Regions from separate parts of the Oryctolagus cuniculus genome. Here region 1 is linked to region 2. The links are chromatin contacts, called in public Hi-C maps. All regions are on one chromosome and are shown on one strand. Each heading gives the region's core, a stretch centred on a gene start, on an enhancer-like site or on the middle of the called end of the contact. The rest is flanking DNA. Distances are from core to core; before and after follow the strand shown.

Region 1 (4,716 bases), core at 441-2,940, 510 kb before region 2:
TTCTGATCCAGCTCCCTGCGGATGCCCTCGGAGAGCAGATATGGATGACCTGAGTGCTTGGATCCTGGAGGGAGTTCCAGGTTCCTGGCTTTAGCCTGGCGCAGCTCTGACTTGTGGCCATTTGGAGAATGGACCAGTGGTTAGAGGATCTCTCGCTTGCTCTCTCTGTCACTGTTTCAAATAACATAAATATTTTTTAAAAGAAGAAGTCCCATTCTGCACTCTGTTGTCCTCCTAAATTGTTTTCCAAGGAGCACCACTACAGAAATCGGTCTGGCCTTGGACACCCTAACTCTTGCTTGGTGCCTTCCCATATTGCAGATGGAGTAGACAGCACCATGTCCTGCTTTGGCCAGATTCGGGCTTCTGGAAAGAAAACACCGGTTCCTGTTTCAGCTCCTTCCCACCGCTTGTGGGGACAGACCTCCCAGCCAACAGAACCAAACCTTCCCCAGGTTTGCCTCCCACACCTACGAACTTTGTTCCTTGTTCCCGCCCTGGAATACCCTCTAAACAGAACTGGACCGTGTCCAGCCAACGTCTTTGGGTTCTTCAAACATTAACCCGGCAGACTTTTTTTTTTTTTTTCAAGAGGCTTGTGTTTGAGTTTTGGGTCTGGCTCCTTAAGGCTCCAAGTGGAAAGTTGGAGGGGCGGAGCCACACATTTTCCCCATCCCTCACCCCGCCCCTCCCCTCTCAGCAGCCCAGCAGAGCAGGAAAAAGGAAGCCCCTTTGTGCTCACAAAACTGCTGACTGCCCAGGCCTCTACCCAGACACTGGGCCTTCCTCCCTCCAGCCCTGAGGAGCGGCAAAGGGCAGGAAGAAAGGGCGAGCCCTCCCTTCCTGCGCTGACTGGCGAGATGGGTCTCAGAACCCACGGACACTTCAAAAAGCTCGCAGAAAATGGAATTAATCCTTGTTTATTTTTGGTGCAAAAAAAAATTTTTTTAAATGCATGCACTTAAGAGTTCTTCAAAAAGTTCTTGAAAAAATATGCACGATGAAAAAAAAAACTGCAGGGATTTGGAAATTCCTTTGCATCAAAACAAACGTGCCTTGTCGCATTTTTCAGGACAGCTTGGAAGTAGCCCAGGACATGGGAGCAGTTTGCTCTCTCTGCCAGTCACCCAGAACCACTGCCTGCTGACACCCCCCCCCCCCCAGGGAAGAGCAGGCTGTAGGGCAAAGCTTGCGGCCCCAGAAGGGAGGGAACCCTCCCCAACCCTCCCCAACCCTCCAGGAAACCAGGCCTGGGAGGTGGCTGCGCCCAGCAGGTTGTGGAAACTGACAAGGCAGGAGCCATTAGGGGGCAGTACATACCAGTTCATGACGCCCAACAGCTTGGTGGGCTATTTATTTATTTTATTTATTTATTTTCAATTGCAGGGTGTCGCACAAAGCAGAGGCACCGAGGCGTCAGCGTTGGTTTAAAAAAAAAAAAAAAGACAAGACAAGAAAAAACAACCCTAGGGCGCTGGAAGCGGGGACAGGCATCCATGCAACCCGGACACCGCGGGCCGGTGGGAGAGCCCCGCGCAGTGGCTGGGTGCGGGTGCGAGTGGGGGCTCGGGCGCCGCGCCTTTGTGTCGCTGCGCTCCTCGAACTCCTGGAACGCGAGGACAAAGGGGCGCCTCGGCGCTGGCAGCAGCTGCGGGCACGGCTGGGCTGCCCCGGGCGAGGCGAAACCCGATCCCGGCCTGCGGGAGGGCTGTGAGCTGACCCAGTTCCGCGAGCAGCCGCCTGGCTGTCCGCACACTCCTAGCACCAAAACTCCGGCTCGCTCGCACCCCGGGCTTTGCCAGAACGCTAGGAGCGTAGCACGCCCCCTCCGCGGGACAAACCGAGCGCCACCGCAGCTCGGGGGCGGCCGGGGCTGGCCCTCGGCACCCCGCCGCGCCCCTGCTCTGAGTCACCCAGGGCTCCCGGCCGGAGGACCGCGCTGGGCGTGCTGCGAAGAGCCCTGGGCTGCAGACGGGCCTTGACTCGGTGCAATCTTATTATTCATTTCTTCCCGCATCTGCTCGGGACAGCCCCGAGGCACGGCACCGTGGACGCTCAGGCTCTGTCCCGAAAAGGCCTTGGGCACAGGAAGGTGTCAAGCTCAGGGTGACAGAGGAGTGACACAACCCCAGCGCGCAGATGCCGCGTGCTCACAAGCCAGGCCCCAGGTGGGGCGGGCTCTCCCTCTCCCCCGCCCACCCCAAGGGGTCCCCCGTGAGGTTCCTCCCGCCGGCCTCAGCACGCAGCAGGTGAGTCTCCCGCCTGTCCGGGCTCCGAGCTGTGGCTCCGTCTGAAGCCGGCCTGCGGGTTCTCTGTAGGGAGTGGTTTAGTGTGTGGTGCGCATGGCACACACAAGCGACTCCATTTGCAATCCCGCCCCGGGAGCGCCCCCTATTGCTGCACTGTTAGTCACGTGGACCTGCCCAGAGACTCTTCCTCCTCCTCCTCTTCCTCCTCCTCCTCCTCCTCCTCGTGGAATTCAGTGGGTTCAGTTGAAAAGGATGGCGACGGATTGGGGAGCTTGTCACTGTCATTGGGTAGCCCTTCCAATTTCCATCAGCGCTGAATTAGGCTGTAGACGGCATTGCCTACTGCCCACGGCGTGACAGCTGAATGAAATACAAAAGAACCCCGTCTTCCGTGGTTGAGAAGTCACACAGGCTACTGCGAGCCATGAGAGTCTGCATGACTCCTCTCCAATGGCCCGGGGACAGGAGCAAAGGTTCTGCGGCCGTCATTCCAAAGTCAGGAGGAGACTTGCTGTTTCCTGGAAACTCGCCCTATCAGTTACCCAGAACTGACGCCTGACAGCAGCTGCCTTGCCTGAAGATGCATGCGGCATGGTTTTGTCTTGGCACACGCATTCCACCCAAGTGCAGAGGGCGGAGCCGGGGGACCCTCTCGTCTGTCTCCCCAGGGTCCTGATCCTCCTTGGAGATGACAGAATGTGCCGGAGGAAACCCCTCAGCTCCACTGCAGCCCTCCAGGGTCCGTGTAAACAGCCATCAAATGTGCTCTTGACCTGCGATATCTTCGTCCCGCCCACCACAACACCTTTATTCTTCACTGCTGGAACCTGGGGCCGGGTCTTCACTGCTCTGAGCCCATCCTCTCACCTCTAAGACGGCAGTAATAATAGGAACTACTCCACATTGTTACTGCAAGGATAAGATAATGCAGAGAAAACACACTGAGCACCGTGTTCCCGGACAACAGTGCGTGCCCGATTCGTGTCAGCCATTACAATTACTGTACACGGAAAGCGCCAGCCATAAAAGGTAATGACTGACATCCAGTGCAGCCACAACTCCAGTGCTGGGATCTCTGTTGCAACACTGTATCAGGATTCACTGAGGTTCTCCAATGTGAGGGCTTAACTTCCCCATGAAGCAGCCCCATCAGACTTTGGGAACCTGTGACCGGTGCAAAACTCATGCTTGTGTTGAAAGGAAAGTCCAACCCCAGTGAGGCTGCTCCTCCTCCTTGGAGCCATCAGCCTGATTTCTCCTCCTGGGTATCTGGATGTCATTATCATATGCTCTGCCCACCTCATGCATGGTCCCCAGTTCTTTCCACCTGTCCTGGTTGCCCTTGGCAACTGTGTGTGATGGACTTGTGGCCCCCTTGGTGTGCTCCCTGCCCAGTGTGCTGCCTCCAGCCATTGTACTGCTCCAGGGAAGCCTGCCTGGGCTCACGCAAGCTAGGCAGGGGCACAAGCCCACCTGCTGGTGGCTGCTCTTTCCACCCAACTTTCGGCTAAAACTCTTTCCACCCAAATGAAGAAAGTGACACATTTTCTGATTAGAGTCAGCCAATTTGCACATCATCCAAGATATTTTTGGATCTTGATTTTGCTACCTTAGATGCATGCTAGTTTCTCAACACTGAGTGAGCAAGAAACTCGGTAAAGAGTGACCTTAATACCTCCTGTGGGGGTGAGCCTTCGGCATGCATGGCCGTTGGGAGCCCACCTGAGACACTCGCAGCAGAGTATCTGGATTGGAGCTCCGGCTCCCCTCCCAGTCCCCACTTTCTGCTGACACACAACCTGCAAGGCAGCTGGTGATGCCTCAAGTACTTGGCTTCTTGTTGCCCACCTAGGAGATGTGGACTGAGTTGCCAGCCCCTGGCCTCAGCCTGGCTTAGTCCCCGCTGTTACAAGCATTTGGGGAATGAACCAGCAGTGAGGTCTCTCCCTCTTCCCATATGTGGGTAACATAACACAAGGGGACCCCTGATATTCAGACCCCTCCTCATCAGCCACCTCCCCAGGTGGCCCTGCCCCACTGCCCACTGTCTTTGAAGTATCTTATGCCTGGTCTAGCCTTGGCAGCAATTGGCAAAGGGGACACCAAAGGTCTTTGGGGAAAGAGACAGGAAAGCATGTGCTGGGCTGGGGAGAGAGGGGACTGAACCAGAAAGTAGAGGGACCAAAAAAAAAAAAAAAAAATTAAAGAAGAGAGAGAAAAATGGAGACACCGAAAAAGGTCAAAGAGGTAAGATATAAATAACTGGATAAAGAGGAGGAGGGAGTACATGTTAAAGGAAAGAGACAGGGACTAAGAAAGAAATTTTTAAATGGCCGTAAAGGGGGCTGGCATTGTGGCATAGCAGATAAAGCTGCTGCCTGTGACACTGGCAAACCACACAGGTGCCGGTTTGAGTCCCAGCTGCTCCACTTCCAATCCAGCTCCCTGCTAATGCGCCTGGGAAGTC
Region 2 (4,974 bases), core at 1,337-3,836:
TGTCCTTGGTGCTGGAGATGTGTCAGCAGCACCATACTACTCAAGCCACAGCACTGCAGGGCGGGCGTGGCAGCCCTGTCCCCTGGTCCCCTGAGGCTCCCAGTCCTGAGACAGAGCTGTGAGCTGCCCCAGCCCTCATGCATCTCCCCGGTCTGGTCGGCTTCCCGCAGCGGCGTCCTCCCTGCTCGCTGTCCCTGCCCTCCCGGGTCCTGCCCTGTTGGGACTTAACTGTCCCCTTGGATGGTCGTGAACACACCGTGTATACTGTCGTCTGCCACGACGGAACTCAGATTGCACCAGGAAAGAAACGCGTCTGGTTCCTGCTGTAACCTCGGTGTCTAGGTCAGTGCCTGGGGCGTGGGCGGCCGCCCCGCCCGGGAGACTCCCACCTGGGAGACGCCCTGTTTGATGGCTGCACAGTTGTAGTTTGCAGGATTAGGGCGGGGGCGCAGGACCTTGGGGGTAGCCTCCAGGCCTCACCCACTACGACAGCTGCAGAGAGAAAGCTGGGTTTTCAGACAGGAGCTCCTTTCATTTCCCACCTTCCAACGGAAAATAACCACGGAGAAGAGGCTCGCTCGTGAAGGTGGCAGCAGGAGCCCCCACTGCCTTGTGACCTGTGCTTGTTCAACCAGGATTGCTTGCAAACCATTTGTTTAAATTCTCAAATTATTTTCAAGGCAGCAAGACAGAGATCACCCATCTGCTGGTTCACTCTCAAAACACAACAGCTGAGGCTGGGCTGGCCGGGCAGGAGCCGGGAGCTTCATCTGGATCTCCTACATGGGTGCCAGGGGCCCAAAACCTTGGGCTGACTTCCACTGCTTTCCTAGGTCATTAGCAGGGAGCTGGATCTGAAGTGGAGCAGCTGGGAAACGAACCAGCGTTGGTGGGATGCTGACATCGCACGCGGTGGCTTTGCCCACCATGCCACAGTGCAGGCACCTGCAACTGACCATCTAAACCTGCGTCGTAAGCGCACAGGTCAGCGACACTAAGTGCAGTCACACTGCTGTGCAGCTGTCTCCACCTCCCTTCTCCAGAACCTTCTCCTCACACTAGGGCTCTGGACCCCTGAACACTCGCCCCAGATCCCGCTTCCCCACCCACCAGTAGCCACCATTCTACTCCTGTCTCTAAGCACCGCCCTGGGAGTGGCGAGAGCGTGCCGTGTTTGGCAGACACACGCGGAACACACTTGCACACGGATCTCTCCAGGTTGGCAGGAGGCAGGGACCGACGCTGCGTAGAGGACTGGAATCCTCAACCTCAAGCCCTCCTTCCTGAGGGCCCAGCCAGTGCCTGTCCCTGCCTTAGGTGCTGTGGACGAAGGGCCAGGAGTGGAGCCAACACACACAAGGTGAGTGTCGGGAGCACTCGCTGGGACGTGAGTGTTGGGAGTGCTTCTGTGGGGTCTCATGGTGCCCTGTGGGGTGGGAGGGCAGAACTTCATGGGACACAGTCACCCCAGCCCCAGGGTTTGGAGGCATTCACCAGAGGAGGGGCTTGGGGGAGACCAGGCACCACCCCACAAGCCCGCTGCTCCTCTGTCATCCAGTGACTGTCCTACTCAGAGCCGGCCCCTGGGGGCCCCATCGTGGCCTTGACAGTGCCCCTGCTGGCAGAGGCCCCTCCCAACTCAGGGAGGCCCCCATCAGCAGGAGAGCCCCCTCCTCTGGAGGTGAGGGCCAGTGTGGACCAGGCTCAACGCCTTGCTGCTGCAGTGCCCAGAGCGTGCGCCGAGCACCCCCAGGGCCTGCTGGGTCGGAATCCATGTTCTGACACAGGCCGCGGGGGCTCCTGAGCCCAGGTGCGGTGCCAGCACTGGGAGAGGCGAGGCTACAAAGCCAGAGAAGCTTCTAGAGGTACAGATCTTAGGCCTACAGACCTGCTTCAGTTCCTGGCAGGCGTGGCCATGGCGAAAGCACACAACACCTCCCACCCCGCCGCCAAGAGCCTTACTTGGGGGGTGAGCATTTGGCACGCCCACACCCCGTGTGAGTATGCCTTGGTTCAACTCCCAGCTCTGCTTCCAATTCCAGCGCCCTGCTCATGCCCACCCTGGGAGGCAGCAGGTGACAACCCAAGTGCTTGGGCCTCTGCCACCCATGTGGAAAACCCTGATGGTGTCCCCTGGCTCCTGGCATTGGCCTGGCCCAGCCTCTGCTGTTTTATGGGCATTTGGGGGAGTGAAGTAGCAGATGGGAGCTCTCTCTCTGTCTCACTTTCTTTCAAACAAAAAATGTTATTTAAAAAAAAGTCTGATTCGGTATTTCTGCATTTTGGCCCTACTCATAGATTCCGAAGGGTCCTTTGCATGAACCAGGAGCAGGCAGGCCCCGAGCTGCTAGTGCAGCCTTGATGCTGAGCGGAAGGCTGGAGCAGCTCCGGCCCCCACCCCCACCCCTGCTACTGCTGACTCCCGAGGTGGCCGGGAACTAGGGAGACCGGCTGGGGCTATTTTAAACTTATAATTGAAGGCTGTTCGCTGGCAGCAGCGAGACAGTCCCCTCCAAGTCTAGGCTGCCAAAGGCAGTGTCCTAAATAAGAAGCAGTGGTCACTCCTTTCCCGTTTCACTCGTAGGGGAAGGAAGCCACAGCCAAATGTGGAAGTGATACGCCTGGCACTGGCCGTGGCTGCCTGGAGCCTTGGCTGCGTCAGGGCAGGAGCCAGCGAACCACAGAGGCGTGGCTTCCAGCCCTCGGTGGGAGGCCGGCAGCGTGGGGTGGGGGAGGGGGCTCTTCAGCTCCTGTTCAGGGCTTTGACATAGAACGTGAGGCCGGCTCAGCATGGAAAATTTCGGGGCTGCAGAGAAACACAGAGGAAACAGTGAAGGGATTCGACGTCGGTTCTCAGATACTCTGTCCACTGAACGGTGCTGAGGGTGGGCACGAACGCACTCCTTCCTCATTCTCCAGTGTGTCCAGGCAGGACTTTTGCCCACTGCAGTGCCCTCCTGCGAGTTTTGTTTTCTGTCCTCACCCGAGTCCGGTGAGCTGGGAGGGAACAGACACTCCTTACCCCTCAGAGCAGGGCTGCAGGCTGAGATCTGTCCTGGCCGGCCCGCGGCCGACTGCTCTTACTGGGAGGAAGGTGTCTACCAGAAAAAATGCTGCCACTCTGGCCACGGGCATGGACAGTGTCGGGTGACCACTACCAGGGCAGTGACCGAGAACGAGGGGCCCACGATGTCTGAGTCCATTTTCTGTTGCTGTAACACAAGACCTGAGACAGGAATTTGTAAGAGTGCGGGTTTAGGGGCCTCTGTTGTGCACAGCGGGGGAAGCTGCTGCCTGTGATGCCAGCATCCCACACGAGTGCCGGTTCGAGTCCCGGCTGCTCTGCTTTCGATCCAGGCCCCCCGCTGAGGCCCCTGGGGGGGGGGGGGGAAGCAGCAGAGGATGGCCCATGTGCTGCATCATGCTGTGGCCGCGGGGTCACTTGGCCAAGGTGTTCCTGGCAGAGCTCAGGTTTATGACAAAGCTACTGCCCGAGATCCTGTGGGTCCCCTAAACCCTTCATCCCCGCGACCCAGTCACTTCCCGGAGGGCTCGGGCGGAGGGCGAGTTCAAACCCCAGCACGTGACTGCCGCGAAGCGTGGAGACAGCTGTGGTTTGGCACCATCTGTGTATTCTCCAGGTCACTCTGAATTCTGAGTTCTGTTTTCCCGTGGGCACGGAGATACGGCTGCCACTCTCAGGCCCCCAGCAGGGACAGAGGGGTGAGGGACAGACGAACCCATCCTACTGGGGAGGTGGTGGAAAGCAGCAGGGCCCATGAGCCCTCACCCTGCACACCCTGCTGCCCCTTGGACGTCCCCTGCACACCCAGCTCCAAGACACCATCACAAGCAATTCCAGCTGGTGCCCTCGGAGCACTGAGCGCCAAGCCCGGCGCCTTCCTGGCACAGGGCTCTCGGGGCGGCTGCACAGGGCACACTCCCCTCGCCTGGAGCTCACCTTCCCAAGACTGTTAGTCCCGGGTGTCCCTGCTGATACCGGGCGCTGCTCCGTTCTGCCCGAGGCCCGGCACCCAGAGCTCTGTTTCCCTACCAAGGCTGCCAAGGGCCCAGGACTCCCCTGGCGTCTCAGGCCTGGCCACTTACGTCCTTGGGGGCCCAGGGGTCCCGCTCGCCCTGCACCCATGGCCGGCTCACACTCACTGCTCAGCACAGAGCTGCCTTGGTCTCCTTTCAGGAACAGGAACCCTGAGGCTCCATTTGTCACGGTTGGGTCTGACTGCCTTGGACTCCCCACACAGGGCCTGTGCCAAATGCCGTCCCCATGCCGTGCTGGGGACGCTCCCTGCAGACCCCTGCCCCTGCTCTGCCACCCTTCCTCCCAGGCCCCAAGGGAAGCCGTGCCGCGAGCAAAACTTCCCGGCCTGGCCTTGCGGCGTCCTCAGAATGTTCCAGCTCCTGCCCACCTGCCTGTCTCCCCCAGCTCCCTCCCTCCATCCCCGCTACATCGCGTTCTGATTCTCAAGGGTTTACAGCCACTGGGCTGTGCAGCTCCTGACTGGCCAGGGGAGTCGAGTGCAAGAAAGCGGGGGGGGGGGGGGGGGGGGGGGGTCAGCACAAAGGGAAGCAGGAGAGCACCTGGTCCCTCCCACCCAACCCGCCCCAGGCCAGGCTTTCCTGTCACGTGTGCTCTTTGAATTCCTGGAGGGGGCAGACGCAAGCCCGGCGTTTGCAGGTTGGCCTCATGGACGTGAGCTTGACGGTGACCTCTGTGGGGCCTGGCAGGCAGGTGAGAAAAAGGCTGCCTGGCGCCTCGGAATCACCTGGAAGGAGGCCAGGCCCGAGGATGAGGGAGCTGAGGGAGCGGAGCTGGGAGCAGGAGGCGCCACGGCCAGGCGTGGCCATCCCTTTGTTTACTCGGCAAATATTTGCCGAGCAGCCAATCGCCTCAGCCTGTGCTCCACTTGGGCAGAAGCGTAGGCAAGTGGGACACCCACTCTGCCTCCAGACGAG

Evidence for each region. Hi-C and Micro-C count contacts between places; a contact is called where the count stands out from the background.
Region 1: a contact with region 2 is called in a Hi-C map of psoas muscle, with 7 times the contacts expected there. The contact joins two enhancer-like sites. A contact is called at or near these places in 3 of 6 Hi-C or Micro-C datasets (ear pinna, psoas muscle and an unstated tissue).

The regions. Positions count from the first base shown.
Region 1 is chr5:163,810,400-163,815,115 of mOryCun1.1, reverse strand. No RefSeq gene overlaps it. Among named protein-coding and RNA genes, the nearest start is that of LY86, 150 kb to the left of the region's middle. Within about 2 kb of position 1,690, at least 7 of the 8 cell types and tissues checked have an H3K27ac peak or open chromatin away from gene starts, as enhancers often do.
Region 2 is chr5:163,299,258-163,304,231 of mOryCun1.1, reverse strand. No RefSeq gene overlaps it. Among named protein-coding and RNA genes, the nearest start is that of SSR1, 54 kb to the right of the region's middle. Within about 2 kb of position 2,586, at least 5 of the 8 cell types and tissues checked have an H3K27ac peak or open chromatin away from gene starts, as enhancers often do.